2 separate regions of the Sus scrofa genome follow, and region 2 is linked to region 1. The links are chromatin contacts, called in public Hi-C maps. All regions are on one chromosome and are shown on one strand. Each heading gives the region's core, a stretch centred on a gene start, on an enhancer-like site or on the middle of the called end of the contact. The rest is flanking DNA. Distances are from core to core; before and after follow the strand shown.

Region 1 (3,664 bases), core at 832-3,331:
CAGGTGGAGTGATGGTACCACTTTTGAAAATAGCAAAACCAGGAGGCAGAAGCTGGCTTTGAGAGAATAACATGTTTTACTGCTGCCCAGATTCGGTTTGGGGAGGCCAGGATGAGACATGACATGTACATCACTGAGCACAGTGCCTGGCACAGAGGCAGCACCTAATACCTGCTAGCTTTGATCATCTTTGCACTCCAGAGGGTGCAGTGCAGCAGTTCCAGCACCATGCCAAGAAACGCTGGCCACGAATACACATAGTTATTTTATAACTTTTGTTCATACACTGGGGTCCCTTTTTTCTGAAATAAACAAAATATATCTTTATAGCTGCAAGATTTAACTTTCTCACCAGGGTTTTAGCTATGATTAGACAAACTGGGATAATAAAACAGTCAGACCATAGGCAACTTGCAAGAGGCCTTAGGGAGGCAAATTAGCCAACATTCTGTCACCTTTTCTTCTGATTACAAGTCTCCCTGAGAGTTGGGCTTTTTATTCTGCCTAAAATAAAGGAAAAGTAGAGTCTGACAGCCTTTGGTTCAGAAACAGTTGATGGTATTGTTAGAGCAAGCATATTCATTATGTGTTCTAAAGCAGGCTGAGAGCACTGACAGCATTTATAGAGACACCTGGGAAACTACCCAGGAGACCTGGTTGCATTAGAATCTTGTGTATACATTGCAGTGAGTTTAATTCGTGCAAAATAAACTTAATAATTTGTTGACTTTTGTCTTATTTCTAGACTCACTCCTTTGCATTGTATTTGAAAAAGCATTTACTTAAATGCTGCAGGAGTTATGAAGGCAAGCATTGAAACTCAAGCTTTACACACTGACTCCACAAAATTACGAGCTCTGGTGGAGATGAGGTGTAAAGGCGAAGGCAATTAACACTATTTGTTTTAAGATGTTTTCATTGAGAGCTTGTATTTTTTTAAAAAAGCATTACATCAGCTGTGTGTTTGTCCTTTTTTTCACTGTCAAAGCAAACTAAGATTCTAGGCTCAATGCACACAAGAGCTGAGATGTAGCCTGGAACACTTGCACTCTATGGATGAGGACACTGAGGGCTACGTGATGTGTTCAAGGCCACAGCAGAGCCTGGAATCAGGAAAGAACCTGGATCCTGTCGCCCGTTTGCCAGCTGCCTCCCCACCTTCCCCACCTCTCTGATGCCACTGAAGTCTCACTGCTGGTAACCAGGTGAGCACACTTTGAGGCATTAGAGGATTTCAGAATTGGAAGGGCCTCTGAGAATGAGAGTGTCATCCTCAGCCCTGGAAAGCTCTGGGGCTCACTTGAGGTTGGGATAAGGGTGTCAGCTTCCCTGACTGGATCCTGCCTGGACCACCTGTATTTCTGGTGGTCTGGTGGATGTAATTCAGAGACTTCCTCCTGTCACAGTGACCGCCACAGGGCCTGTCTTCTCTAGGACTCATGTGCTTCATGCTTTCTCTCACTCCACCTCTCTGCTCATGGTGGTGTCCAAGTGGTCCACAGGGTTCTTCTGGCCCACACACTTTGGTGATTCTGGGTACAGTCTATGGCTGAATTCCCTAGATTCCTTCCATAACCCTTTTGCTGCATTTTTCTTTCAAATAACCCATGGCATTTCAGCCTCAGCCCCTTTGCAAAGCTGTTCCTTTTTCCTGGAACCTTCTTTTGCCTCATCTTAGTGATTTGATGATGCCTCCTCTGGAATGTGAGTGCCAAGGGAGCAAAGGCCTGTTTGATCTTTGTCTGGAACAGTACTTGGCACATAGTAGGCACTCATCAATTATTTGCTAAACAATGGAACCTAGGTTCTCATCATTTGGAGCCTTAATCAAGTATAACTGGGATCCGGATCCTTACCTGTGGGCTTAATCCCATCTTAAACTCTGCTCAGGTCTCACCCAGACAGAAGAGTCATTAGGGCTTTTGCCAGGAAAAGGTATAACTTGACATAAAGTTAATTTTGCTGCTACTCAGGCTCTGTCCCTGGGTCTTAGCTCTGGACTCCTGTACTCTGATGATGGACCTAGTGCCCTTGTCCACCAGGTGGCAGCTTGGTGTAACTTTATGCTAAAAAGGTCATGGCACCTCTGGATGTCAAGCTCTGCTTGGCAGGCTGACCTTTCTTCTGGTGGCTATTACTGACTCTGTCCCCACAGTGCCTACTATCCTGGGAGTGAGTGACTCCAGGTCCCCACCCCTCCTTGTCCTGCTCTGATTAAATTAATCACCTCATGACCCATGTCCTGCTCTGTATGGGGGTCACTCTCTGGGTACCTTGGCACATCAGTGTCTGCTCAGATGTTGTCTTGCCCTGTCTAGGGTTCTCTCCTTAAATTCTAGTTTGCTCTCTGACATGTGTCCTGGAGGGTGGACTTGCTTATTTAGTGGTGTTGCCACCTTAGGGTTCTTCTCTTGGTGCTCTGACTGTTGGGGGTCACCCTTGCCATGTGGAGTTGGATTGGCAAAGCCAACCACCAGCTTGGGTGGCCTCTACAGTGTTTCATCATAAACTCCACTGGCCACATTGGTCTTTCTCCCTAAACTGTATCCCCTTCCCAATCACCTTCAAGTCCAACACCCTTATCTAGGGTGGTGATTAAGAGCCAGAGGGCTTGGACACAAGGTGTGTGACTTAAGCAAGTTACTTAACCCCAAGCTTCCATTTCCTCACCTGTGAAATGGGAGAGAAATGCAGGCAGACACAATACTTTGTCTTGGATGGTCATGATGAGGACTGAGTTAGAAAGGAATGCAGCAGGTGAGTTCCATACCTGGAGTTATCACCTCCTCCTCCACCTACCTCAGCCCTCCAAACTGCTCTATCCTGTGAGTTCCCATGACATTGATTCTCCAAACCACACATTTTGGGTGTAAAGGTCTGATACTACCTGTAATTTACATTTTTTTTAGACCTATGTCTTACATCTTCAGTTATACTGTTAGTTCTTTTAGGTACCACCTTGTATGTTCCAAAGTTAGCACAGTGCTCTGCATATACCAGACACACAATAAATGTTTATTTTTATTGCTGCTATGCATACCGACCTCATTTATTCTAAAAAGTCAAACATGACCAGCCCACAAACATTGATGAGCTTGATTACCCCAGAGTGCAATTTCCTTGTTGATTGTACATTGGCAAGAACACATGCCAAGGCCGACAAAACACTTATCAGCCATCTCAGGGATTATGCAGGTGGCAGCTGCCGGAGACGATGTTCCTTCTTAATAAGAGAAATTGCGGTGGTCATAGTGAAAAACTGCTTTCTGGTTAGCTCAGGAAAAAAGATGGCATCTAGGACAGGTAGTTGGAGGCTAAGAGACTCACTCATGATATTTCTGAATCCTGCCTCATGTGTAATGACAGGATCTCTTCCTCACTAGACTGTTTCAGATTTGGTCATTTAACTGATCATTTCCCTGAAACCATACACTTTGACTTTACCTCCTGTTGACCAGTAACAGAATGAAATTTGCTATGTCATCAGTAAATTCAATAATGTCACATCACTTTCTTAGAGAAAGGAATTTAGCACAATTAACAACTTGACACATGGGAATGGTTTTTTAAAAAAAAGCTTACTTGGTGAGTTCCCATCGTGGCTCAGCAGAAAATAATCCCACTAGTACCCATGAGGCTTTGGGTTTGATCCCTGGCCTTGCTT
Region 2 (3,664 bases), core at 419-2,918, 270 kb after region 1:
TTATTTTTTATCTGTGTTATGTTAACTCATGCAACTACTGAAATGAAAAATAGAAAGATAAGGTTGACAGTATGGAAGATCTGCATGAAATAATGGTATGAGAAAGAGCAGAGCATGGTGTTTTCTCTACTTTAAAGGGTTAAAATCCCAGGCATAGCCCTTGAGTAGGGACTTCAGTAGTGTAGTTGTTTTGAATCAGGTCGATCGATGTATATTCTTCATTTTTGGGGGGATGGACTGACAAAGGGTGGGGAGTGCTGTTGGGGATTCTATTTCCACAAGAACTTGAATTGTTTTTCCAGAACATAAGGAACTCACAGTTGGTCACAGTCCCTGAGCCTTGGGATAAATAAGGAGGGAGGGGGTGAGGAGGATACAAGGGCCATGTGTACATAAGCTTTGTGTAGAGACACTGACTAAAGTTTGGGAAAGGGGTGGGGATGGGAGATGGGAGGGCAAGTGTGCTGGTGACAGTGATGTCCATTTCAAGTACAATATTTAACTACCTTTTGGTATTTTCTTGAAACAGCCTCTATAGCCTCTTCCCCCATTCCCAAGCTCTTGTGCCAAATTTGGAGTGAAATTGAAAATTAAAATGAAATCAGAGAATGAGCTGAACCATGTGTGTGTGTGTGTGTGTGTGTGTGTGTGTGTGTGTGTGTGTGATATAAAGAAGCAAAAACTTCTGTTCTGTGTTGGGAGTTTTAATAATGTCAGGAGGCAGGCCATTTTTTCCTATTCAGAACATTCATGGTTTGTATAGAAGTGAGGCCAGGATCACACCTATCCCAGGGTCTCCAGCTTTGGTTGGCATGAATGGAATTAGACAGCAGAGAGAGAGGGGGGAGTGTAAAGATCATTTGGTAGCACATCGGTTCTGAAGGAAATGGGAGAAGGCTCATCTCTCCACTTCATCTTCAGTGTGTTATTCTCTCCACTTGGTCAGGGGAAACATGAGTCATATAACCACATAAAATATGCGTAGAGAAGATGCTGAATAGACTTTCCTCAAAGTCTTGGAAACAAGGAGAAGACATGGAAGTTGGAGATTGTGTATTCCATGCATGAAAACCTTGGGATCTAGAGTGAGAGTGCCTGAGGGTGAATTCTGGTTGTGTTGCCTCCTGGTACATAATGTTTAATAGATTCCATAAACTTTGTGCTTTAATTTCTTCACCTGTGAACTGTAGTGGCTGTGAGTATTAAAAGAGCTTATATGTAGAAGAGGATCAGAGCAGAATCTGGCATATAGTTTTGAGCTCTGAGGATGGTGATGGTGATGTGATGATGATGATGAGGGCTCAATGCTGAGTAAAATGAAGTCAGCTCGCAATATGCATTTTAAAGAAGATGCTTCACAATTGGATCTTAGTATCTCTAGACTTTGCTTAGAGTTGGCAGACCTGGTCTTATCAGCTCCAGCCACCACCTCAAAACTTTTTCTTCTCTCATGAACATATTAGATATTAGGCTAGGGTAATTCAGGGTGCTGTGACAGAATGCAGAACAATCATGACAGAATAGTGCTTTTTTCCTTGCACACATGAAATCTCTGTGTGCAGAAGGTCAGAAGGTGGCTTTCCTCCTCCTTGCATGCTGTATATTGACCATCTCCCAGGGCACACCAGCTCTGTACATCTAACTGACAGAATGAGGAAGAGAAAGCAGGAAGCCAGCCCGCTTCGAAAAAGACTAGACCTGGAGATGACACGTGACCCCTGTTGTCTTTCCACTGGTGAGACTGGTGAGACGAAGTCACCTCATCCCACCTATGTTCCAGAGGGGCAGGAAACAAAGTCTTCGTTGACCGGGTCTTAGTCTCCCAGAGATGTTGGAAGGGGAGCATGCATTTTCATAGACAGCTAGCTCTCCCTTCCAGATGAGCAGAGGGATGGAGGTTGAATTGCAAGATGGGGAGCCCAAGCCCTGAGCATCTCTTTCTAGACTCAATGTTTATTGAGCTGCAGAGCTGGAGAGCTGCCCTGGTGTGACCCCTGGGACAAAGGTGAGGATATCTTAGGAGATGTTGATGTGTGTCCCCTAGAGTTAGTGGCCAGAGATGAGCGTGAAGACTCAAGGCTATTTCTACCTGGTGGTTTCATCAGAAAGAAGCCTCACCAGAGCAGCTGAATCATGCACCATGTGGCAACCCTGGCGGTGAGTACATGGACATAAAATAGAGACAAGCTCTTGACCCATCAGAGGACTCACATAAGGACCCTGGAGCCCTGCAAGGAGGTGCATCAAGTTAAAGAAGATGTGCTGCTAGACTGGCAAGAGGATGCCCTGTTCAGAGCATCCTGGTGGAGCCAAAGGGGAGATGTGGTTGACCCTTTCTGAAGGGATCCTCAGTAAAGGAAGGGGTCAAGGTGAAGCTGAAAAGTCACACACAACCTCTGTTTAGAGACCCCATACTTGTGGGAACCCAGAGGAGTTGATTTTAGGGTTATCTTCTCCCATCAACAGGGAACCAGCTATGTCAGACCTCTATTACTTTTCTATTTCTTCTTCCTATGTGACAGCTCATAGGAAGAGGGATAGGAGGAGGAAAAGAAGGGACCATGCCTCTTAGGAACAGGTCTCATAGGCTAAAGATCAAGCTGGAAGGGCAGGGACAATATGAGAGCAGAATTTAACATGGTAAGAATTATTGAATTATGCTGTTCTTTTTTTTTCTTTCTTTCTTTTTAGGCTGTACCTGAGGCATATGGAAGTTCCCAGGCTAGGGGTCAACTGGGAGCTTCAGCTGCTGGCCCATGCCATAGCCACAGCAACACCAGATCCAAACTACATCTTTGACCTATGCTGTAGCCTGTGGCAGCACCGGATCCTTAATCCACTGAGCAAGGCCAGGGATTGACCCACATCTTCAGGACACTATGTTGGGTTCTTTACCTGCTGAGCCACAGCAGGACCTCCGAATTTTGCTCTTTTATTAAATGAATGGGTCAGGAAGCTACAGGACTGAAAAAGAAAATCCCAAAGCTTATGGTTAAATACACTTATGGGGATAAACAACAAACCAACTCTTCCCCCATGTGTCATGTTATCCCTCTCAAGACCAGCCTGTTTGGTGAACTGGTTTCCTAAACACATAGGTGTAAAGGCTGCAGGTGGAGTAGAAGACACTACTTTCCTTTTCACATACAGGGCTCATCAATTGGCTCATATCTGCCAACATGTGTTTGCCATGGGAAGGAAGTGAACTGTGTCTATTAAGCTTTGTGATTTTCAGAATCTGAATGGTCTTGCCATGGATTAAAGAGGAGAGGAGGGAGAGAGAGGGAAGGAGCTAGTGTCCTAAGGCACTAAGAGCCTTGGGGCTAGTATGACTGGCAGAGAACCACTCACTGAAGCAGCAGAGACCAGGGAAAATCTTGGGAATTTAAATCTTTAGGGGATATGTTTAGGACTCAGGCAGTTCTGCATGAACAGGTGGAGTCTTTGAATAAAAATCAGTTTAATAGTTTAATTCTTCCATTTGTATCTACAAACTGGGGAGAACTGAAGGTGTATGGATTTTAGGGGTGAATAATTAAGATGAATATTTATTTATGCATCCATTTTTCATGAACAAACATATAGTGACTACCTACTATGAGCCATGTACAATGCTAGATACTGGATGTACAGTGGAGAGTAAAGCGTTTAACTTCTGCTGGGC

The links. A called contact is a pair of places that touch in the nucleus more often than the background predicts.
Region 2: a Hi-C map of alveolar macrophages shows a contact between it and region 1, with 2.6 times the contacts expected there. The contact joins two enhancer-like sites. A contact is called at or near these places in 1 of 5 promoter capture datasets (liver), 14 of 47 Hi-C or Micro-C datasets (alveolar macrophages, embryonic fibroblasts, fetal heart ventricle and 6 more) and 1 of 2 datasets of contacts at active chromatin or transcription factors (alveolar macrophages).

Annotation. Positions count from the first base shown.
Region 1 is chr1:51,229,985-51,233,648 of Sscrofa11.1, forward strand. No RefSeq gene overlaps it. Among named protein-coding and RNA genes, the nearest start is that of OGFRL1, 81 kb to the right of the region's middle. Within about 2 kb of position 2,082, at least 7 of the 83 cell types and tissues checked have an H3K27ac peak or open chromatin away from gene starts, as enhancers often do. A contact at or near this core is called in alveolar macrophages, where this site is marked.
Region 2 is chr1:51,499,918-51,503,581 of Sscrofa11.1, forward strand. No RefSeq gene overlaps it. Among named protein-coding and RNA genes, the nearest start is that of MIR30A, 89 kb to the left of the region's middle. Within about 2 kb of position 1,669, at least 6 of the 83 cell types and tissues checked have an H3K27ac peak or open chromatin away from gene starts, as enhancers often do. A contact at or near this core is called in alveolar macrophages, where this site is marked.